Regions from separate parts of the Sus scrofa genome. Here region 1 is linked to region 2. A link is a contact called in public Hi-C data. All regions are on one chromosome and are shown on one strand. The core of a region is the stretch at or near the end of the contact, and the rest is flanking DNA. Distances in the headings are between cores, read along the strand shown.

Region 1 (4,050 bases), core at 637-3,136, 70 kb after region 2:
TTTTCTGTCTGGTCAAGGGATACAAAATCTTCTTTCATGATAACAAGATCTAATCATGAAGACTAAGGAGATTCTAAGACTATGGCATAAGTATATTGTGACTAGGTTAAGACAGAAATCATTTCATGTTTTCATGTGCCAGGTCCAACTGAAATCCGACAGATACTGAGCAATGCAGAGTCATTTCATGAAGACTTGAACGTATGCTTAGCAAGTATACTACACTTGTCCTTATAACACAATACAACCCTAGAAATAAAAACCAACATGACTCCAGTGACCTCTGAAGTAAGAAACCTAGATTTTACCACTCTCTGCCACCCACCACCTATGTGACCTTGAGCTGCTCACATTCTCTCTGGAGCCTCAGGCACCAGTGTCAGAATGAAGGTGTTGGACAAGATGATTCACAGTTCACCAGCAAGGAAAGGGAAGAGCAGTTTACCTGCCGACACTGAGTGTACCTTGCCAGGTTAGCCTCTGAGCTCCTTGAGGGTAAAGCTCTAGAGCAATTACTCATCTGTCTCCTGAAATATTTACCAGAACAAAACTTTCTCCTGACACTCCTGTATTTTATATGATTAATTTTATATATGAGGCAACTGAAGCTTGGAGTAATTTGTTCCATTCAGTTCAGGAAATTAATGGTGAAGGTCAGAACCTCTGTTTTCATAGGTACTCTCTGCCAGACACTCCTGCTTCATTGTAAAGCAGCCGTGGCAGAATGAAAAAGAAAAAAGAGAGTATTTTTCCTATTCCTGCATAACAGGAAGTAAATTGCTTAGGACTGCACAAAAGACTGTGCTTTCCAAAATAATTCTAAATTGAAATTTAAGGTGATTTCTATTTGCAGAGGAACAAGACAGGGGATGGTACATCTACAAATTGACTTTTTAACTTTTAACTGTAAGATTAAGTAACGTAATATGCACTAGCTTTGTATTTTTTTAACTAGAAAACATATGAGCATTCTCTGAAAGCATTTGTGTATACCTTTTTATAAAAAAATGACATAAATAGTTGCATATCTTTTTCTTTTTTTAAATGAAGAGATGAAACATTGACAAAACAATGTCTTAAAGATGAGATTTTTTTACAGAGCCCTTCACTGATTTGTTGTGATCAATACTTCTCAACCACCACTCACATATGACATTTCAAGAACTAGAGGCAGAGGCAGAAAGAGAATAGACATATACTTTTGAAACTTATTTTATTGTAGCATTTGCTTTTAAGAACATGAGGCAAAAGATACTGCAGCATCACACAGACAGCATAGTGCTTTTCTGGTGATGTAGTCAAACTTCATTCTGGGGTGTCCTTCTCAAAATGAAATCTAGTATACCATCAGAAAGCCCAGAACCATGATTCTAAGTAGCTCAGTGACATTCAAATAACAGTAATCACAGGTAGAGGTATTGCAGACTGCTGTATAAAGCCCAAAAACCTTATATCACTTCTCAATTTGAACAAGCTTGGCCAGAGGAACTGAACAGTCCTCCAAACCAAGGTCATACACAGCAACACATGAGTTCCAAATTTGGGGGAGAACACTTTCCAAGTCACAATTTCTAGCTAGTCTTGGAGGAAAGCTAGGAGGCTCAGGCTTTCCTGACCACACTGTTTCTAACTCTAAACAACCAGGTTAGTAAATAGGATACGCACATAACTAAAAAAGTCTATCTGAAAGTTTAACACGGTTTAGTGCGTGAAAATCATCTTACCTCCTCAAGCAAGAAGCCGGCAGACCTGCGAGTCCTTTGCACATCTTGTGAAGTGTGGGATTCACGTTAGGAAAGAAATGCAGCAGGAGGAGCTGTGGCTTCTGTTTTGAGCGCACTTTGCCTTTTCTCCCGGAAAGCTACTGTCAGAATCCTCTGAGCTTCTCCCTCCCAAGCCTGTAGGGGTCTCTTTTATAGCCCAGCCACGATGGTCCAGCCAATCAGAGGGCAGTTCTGCAATGCCATCTCCTCTCAGCCTACTTCTGCCTCTCCAGCCTCTGGAAGAGATAAGGAAGAAAGCACTGACGCAATAATGCAAAGTGAGCAGGCAGAAAAATCCTTCTGCAAAGTAGACATGCAGAAAATAAAAACTTGCTTGATGTCTCCATGAATGTCTGAGGTTTTGAATTCCCTGAAAAGGAAAATAGAAATTTATGATGCTACAAAAAATGGGGTTTATTCATTTGCCTGTAAAAACAATGTCAAAGAAACTTGCCTCCTGGAAGGCAAGGGGCCAGCCAGAGGTCATGGGCTTACTTTGAGACTGACTCTCAATGCACTTCCTATTTTGCGTTGGAAATATTATACCATACATGATCCAAAATGTGATCTTCACTGTTTCCAAAAGGGAGGGGGTAGGATCTTTGTTTCCAGGAAAGGGTTTACAGAATTTGCTTTCATGGTTGTCACATTCACACAGGGAATAGCTAGATGATAGACAGTTATATGCCTGGCAACATAGACAACTAGTTTAGAGAAAATAGATTAGCTACATATGTAATCAGCCTGACTGTGGAATACTCTTCTAAAACTCTTACTAAGAAAAAGATTCAGTCAAGCACTGACAATCTCTTTTGTACATGCATGCCTCCTGCAAAAGCTTCCAAACAGCAGCTTGAAGACAAGAGGAGGGAGTTAATAAACAAATATAGACACCTATTCTTATTTTCAAGTGGGTTTAAATCTTATTATATCTTATGCAATTCTAGGTATTCAAACTAGTATTTCAAAATATTGAGAAAGAGTGAGACAGAGAGAGAAGAAAAAATATGTATTTTGTTTTTCATGTTACCAGGGCTCACAGTGAAAATAAAAATTTCCAACCCCACAGGTGCTTCTGAACACCTAGTATCTTTTGTACACAATATGATGGATTGAATATTTCAAAGAATCATGCAGGTGTTTCACAACCTGTAGTTGTAGCTCAAATACTCACATCAGAGTTATAGAGGGATCTTCTCCATGTAGAAAGGCTATGAGTGGGGGGAGGAGAAAATTAATTGCTATGTCAGAACTCAACAGCTTTCTTTTTTGTTTCTGTTTTTGTTTTGCTTTTTAGGGGTGCACTCAGGCACATGGAGGTTCCCAGGCTTGGGATCTAATCGGAGCTATAGCTGCTGGCCCACGCCACAGCCACAACAATACCAGATCTGAGTTGTGTCTACAACCACACCACAGCTCACAGTAACACCAAATCCTTAACCCACTGAGCAAGGCCAGGGAGTGAACCCAGAACCTCATGGTTCCTGGTCAGATACATTTCTGCTGTGCCACAATGGGAACTCCTACTAAACAGCTTTCATTTTTAAAGCAGAAAGGACCTGATTATAAGATACAGTGAGTTGTACTTTACATATAAGAAGCTGAGTCATCTAATGGTTAGGTGAGGAAGATGAAAAATAAATGGGTTCCAGAAAGATGCAAAGGCATCCAAGAATATAGAAGGGAAAGCGGTAAAGAGCAATGCCCCCATCACATACATAACATCCCTCACTACCCTCACCTGTGCCCCAATCCCTATCTGTGCCTGCAGAGCAAGAAGATGGCAGAGAAATATAAAAAGATGTTGGGAAACATGATCTCCAGAAAATGCATTTAAATGACAGGAAAAAAAAATCTTTGATTTTCTCCTGTGAAGATAGGGGGAAACATGTATTAGATTTGCTACTGGACAACTTTTCTTTGAAGTACAACATAGAACAAATGAATTTATTTGTGAAGTCAACAGCCATATTTGGTGGTGATGTGGAAGGGACTATAGTGCAAAATAACAGGCCAAGGAAGGTAGAGCCAGGGAGATGGACCAGTCAGATGGCATTAAAAAGGAGAGACTAATGAAAAAAGAGAGGAGATTATCCAAAGATGGACCTACGCCTTCTCTGCTTACCTGGGCACCCAAGATAATGATCATTCAAATAATTTGATTTGGGGAACATTAAGTGAAGACCTAATAGGAACTTGATATCTTCGATCTAGACCTAAAAGAAGCCTAATTTATCATGACTTAAATATAAATAGCCTCAATAGATGAGTTGAGTGGGATTTAAGA
Region 2 (3,597 bases), core at 761-3,260:
GTGGAAACAATGGGTAATAGATTGGAAAAAAAAAAAATCAAATCCATATAAATGTAGAACACTTTTTAGAGAAGTAAGCATCAATCAGAATAATTTAATATTATAGCTGGGAAGGGCTGAAGGAAACATCTAGATTTAATCTGTCATTTTACAGATGAGAGAACTGAGGTCTGGCAATGAAATGTGATTATTTTTTTCAAATGTTACATTTCTAATTAATGGCAGAGCTGGGACCAGAGCTCTCAGAAGACTGGTAAGCAATTCAGTGAGTTCCACCTTTGGACTCAAAAATCAGACAGCTTGGGGTCAAGTCCCCATCCCTATCACATACTGTCTGGCTTATTTTAAGCAAGTTATGTGAATTCTCTCTCATTGGTTTCTTCATCTAATGGGAAATGGGAATAATACTATAGTATCTGCCATATGTAACATGAAAGTATATGCATAAAACAATAATTAATATTTAAATGCATATTATCCAGAGACATAATAAGAACTTGATAAATGTTAGTAGATCTCAGGTATCCCAATTTTCACATCAGTACTCTTTCTGCCGCAGTAATGAAATGGCGTTTTGCTTATTTTTGTTTCTCTGACAAAGAAAGAAACCTCTTTTTTAGAACTTAATGCTTATATGGTGCATCTTGTACATCTTTCCTTTCAGGGCCAAGGAAATTAAGATCAAGTTGGGAATTCTCCTCCAAAAGCCGGAGTCTGCTGTTGACCTTGTCATTCCGTACAATGAGAAGCCGGACAAGCCAGTCAAGATCCAGAAGTGAGTCATGATTATGGATTCCATTCTTTTCCTCCAGAGGATGGCTACTTTTCAAGTGCATAGCACCATCCCTCCTCTGTAGAACTCCCTCCTTCAATTACTCATTGAGGATCATAAGAGTCCTCAGGGAGTTGGCTAGTAAATAGGGTTTTTTCTTCTTTAACTCTCCTGTGTTTGGAACATAATATTATTTACTGGGAGGATACTTAAAAAAAAATGAAGATGAGGTCTTATCTTGGGACATTGTTGGAGAGACAGACCATCTCTTATAAAAGAGTATCAGCCACCTCATAGGTTATTGACCACACGGAAATGTAGTTAGAAATAACTGTTCACTTGCTGTGTGTCCTTGAGTCAGGTAAGCTTTCCTGACCCAATTAATTATGATCCCTGGATGCTCACCTGCTCAGGAAGTAGTCAAGACTTCTTCTTTGGCAGGGAGATACAAGTGGGAACATTTCTCTCAGGAAGACGTGAAGATCAAGGCAGTCAATTTAAGTCTAATAGTTCCTTTTCTGAGATATTGTCCCTTCAGAGGTCCAAGGGAGAAAGAGAAGACTGTTCCTTGACAGAAGAATGAGGACTTGACCAGATACTTCTCTTTAATGCACATCAAGCTATTTTCCCCCAGCCCATAAATGAACATCCCTGACAGGACTTTTTCAGTCCTCTCCCACCACCCCACATGCTTCTATCAATTTAGGCACAGAGGGGACTACAATTCCCAAGATGTAAGATGTTACAGCCATGAATCCAGCTCACGCTGCATTGGCTGTACTCGCAATAACTCAATGCACAAAATTCACAGTGTTTGCTATTGTTCTGCTAGCTACACAGTCCAGCATTGACTAGACAAGTGCATTGCATCTTCCCTTCAACGCAGAGACACCCCTGAGAATCAGGAAAGGAGGGGGGGAAGAAAAGCCAAATGTATTAAAAACTCCTTCACTCTACTACCTAAGACCTTTGAGGAGATGACAGAAGTGTGGTAAAAATACCACACTTTAACCTCCCCTTTCAAGGCATCCCCTTTAACCTCAATTTCTTTTAAGATTTAACATTCATATAAATTGGCCAATCTTGCCTCCGAATAACCTTCAAATTAGTATAGCTGGTTGGGAGATAGAGAGACAGGTTATTCCTTTTAAATATTTTTTCATCAACCGAAGTGGATATTTCCCCTCTCTTCCTTTTATTACTTCAAAGTGATCCCAAAGCGGAAGTGAGGCATAATTGGGTTTTCTGGGTTTAGGAAAGAGAAACTAAAATTCAACGTGGAGTGGCAGGCACCAGGCACTGGTAGAGAGTAAGAACCACATTTCATAATAGCGAAAGATCAAAAAGTCTATTTCGAAATAAACAGTGTGGTTGTTATTGATCTGTTGGAATTAACTTTTAAAAAATAAATATAGTGCTTTGTTTCCTGCTTTGATTCTCTGCTTTAATATCCCACACAGACACTTGAACTATTTGGCTCAATAGGGATTCAGAGAGAAGCAGTTTTGGAAGAAAACCTGGGGCTGACATTTATTGGATTATTATTTTTTTTTCTTGCCTTCCACCCACCCCCTTCCTTTGAGGAGTTTGAATTGTTTAGGAAAAAAATCCATCTTTTCCTGTGAGAATATTTGTGTGTCTCATTTTTAACAGTGGCCACTACAAAGCTTTCCCATCTTCTTCCAAACTCCTAAATCCCATTTCACCACCTCATATTTGGCAAATTTCCATGCCTTTTAACTGGCAGAAAAAGACTGTCTTGCATGAGCTCAATTGATTTCTCCTCTCCTCACTTTAAAGTTTCTCTGTATTTTTTTTGCCCATGTTCTTCTCAAGGAGAAGAAAATAAACCTCAGAGGAGAAAATAGACCTTCTCCGGATAGAAGGTATTTTTAGCTCCTCTCATCTTTTTTTAAAAAGCAATCCCTTCTTTAAAAAGCATTTTCTCTTTTTTTAAATACATTTTTATTCTTCTCATTTAAAAAACAAAAACAAAAACCAAACCATTGAAAAATAGAAAAAACTTTCCTATATCTCTACTGCCTAAAGCCAGATGCAGTTACTATTTTAGTGTTATTAACTGCTCGTTTTCCCTCTGGACCGTCTTCCACCAGAACAAACAAATACGATTTCCACTCTGAAAAACATTCTCCCAGCCGCTCACCTCTTCTATTCCATCCCTTCCTCTTGCTCTCACTGCATAATTTTAGAAATGGAAAGTCACTGCTTTCAATTTCATCTTTAACTCCCTTTATCACGTTTAAACCTTACTATCTCACTGAAATTGTCGTCACTAAGGGCTACCTCCTGCTTCATGGGCAGCATTGGGCTCTGCTCACCACTTGACCTCCTTAAAACTCTCCTCCTTAATGTCTCACCTTAAATTCTCCCATAAGGGCTCCCACTTTTGCCCATGCTCTCTACGTGAGCATTCCCTCAGGCTCTGCTCTGTGTCCTCACAATAAACAATAAACATATTACTAAACCATACAAGTTTAGCTTGCAATGGCTGTCATCATGGCTCATAATATAATCAATTGCAAAATTCTCAGGAGCTGATGATATGTTTATAGTTTATCTTATATGTTAGACGTTCTTTTTCTATGTGTAGAAGTCACTAATTTTTAACTACATTTTTGTTGTGGTGGTTTTCACCTCTTTAACTCTAGATTGACCTCCAAACAGAAACAGTCCCTCAACTGTGCACAGGGGAGAAAACATTACCAGATGTTGTGCTATGCTTACTCCAGCCAGGTAAACTGCAGAGTGAGCCTTATTGTAAGGATTAAAAATGGATGCACACTGTTTGGCTCTTGGATAGACAT

What was found. A called contact is a pair of places that touch in the nucleus more often than the background predicts.
Region 1: a contact with region 2 is called in a Hi-C map of liver, with 4 times the contacts expected there. The contact joins the promoter of RGS4 here to the enhancer-like site in region 2. A contact is called at or near these places in 11 of 47 Hi-C or Micro-C datasets (alveolar macrophages, brain, embryonic fibroblasts and 5 more) and 2 of 2 datasets of contacts at active chromatin or transcription factors (alveolar macrophages and skeletal muscle).

Annotation. Positions count from the first base shown.
Region 1 is chr4:87,388,578-87,392,627 of Sscrofa11.1, forward strand. It overlaps RGS4 (regulator of G protein signaling 4), which reads right to left and starts at 1,887. Exons shown (of 5, transcript NM_001185184.1): 1 at 1,725-1,887. The coding sequence starts at 1,768.
Region 2 is chr4:87,318,336-87,321,932 of Sscrofa11.1, forward strand. It overlaps RGS5 (regulator of G protein signaling 5), which reads left to right. Exons shown (of 5, transcript NM_214356.1): 2 at 665-775. Among named protein-coding and RNA genes, the nearest start is that of RGS5, 33 kb to the left of the region's middle. Within about 2 kb of position 2,011, at least 4 of the 83 cell types and tissues checked have an H3K27ac peak or open chromatin away from gene starts, as enhancers often do. A contact at or near this core is called in alveolar macrophages, liver and omental adipose tissue, where this site is marked.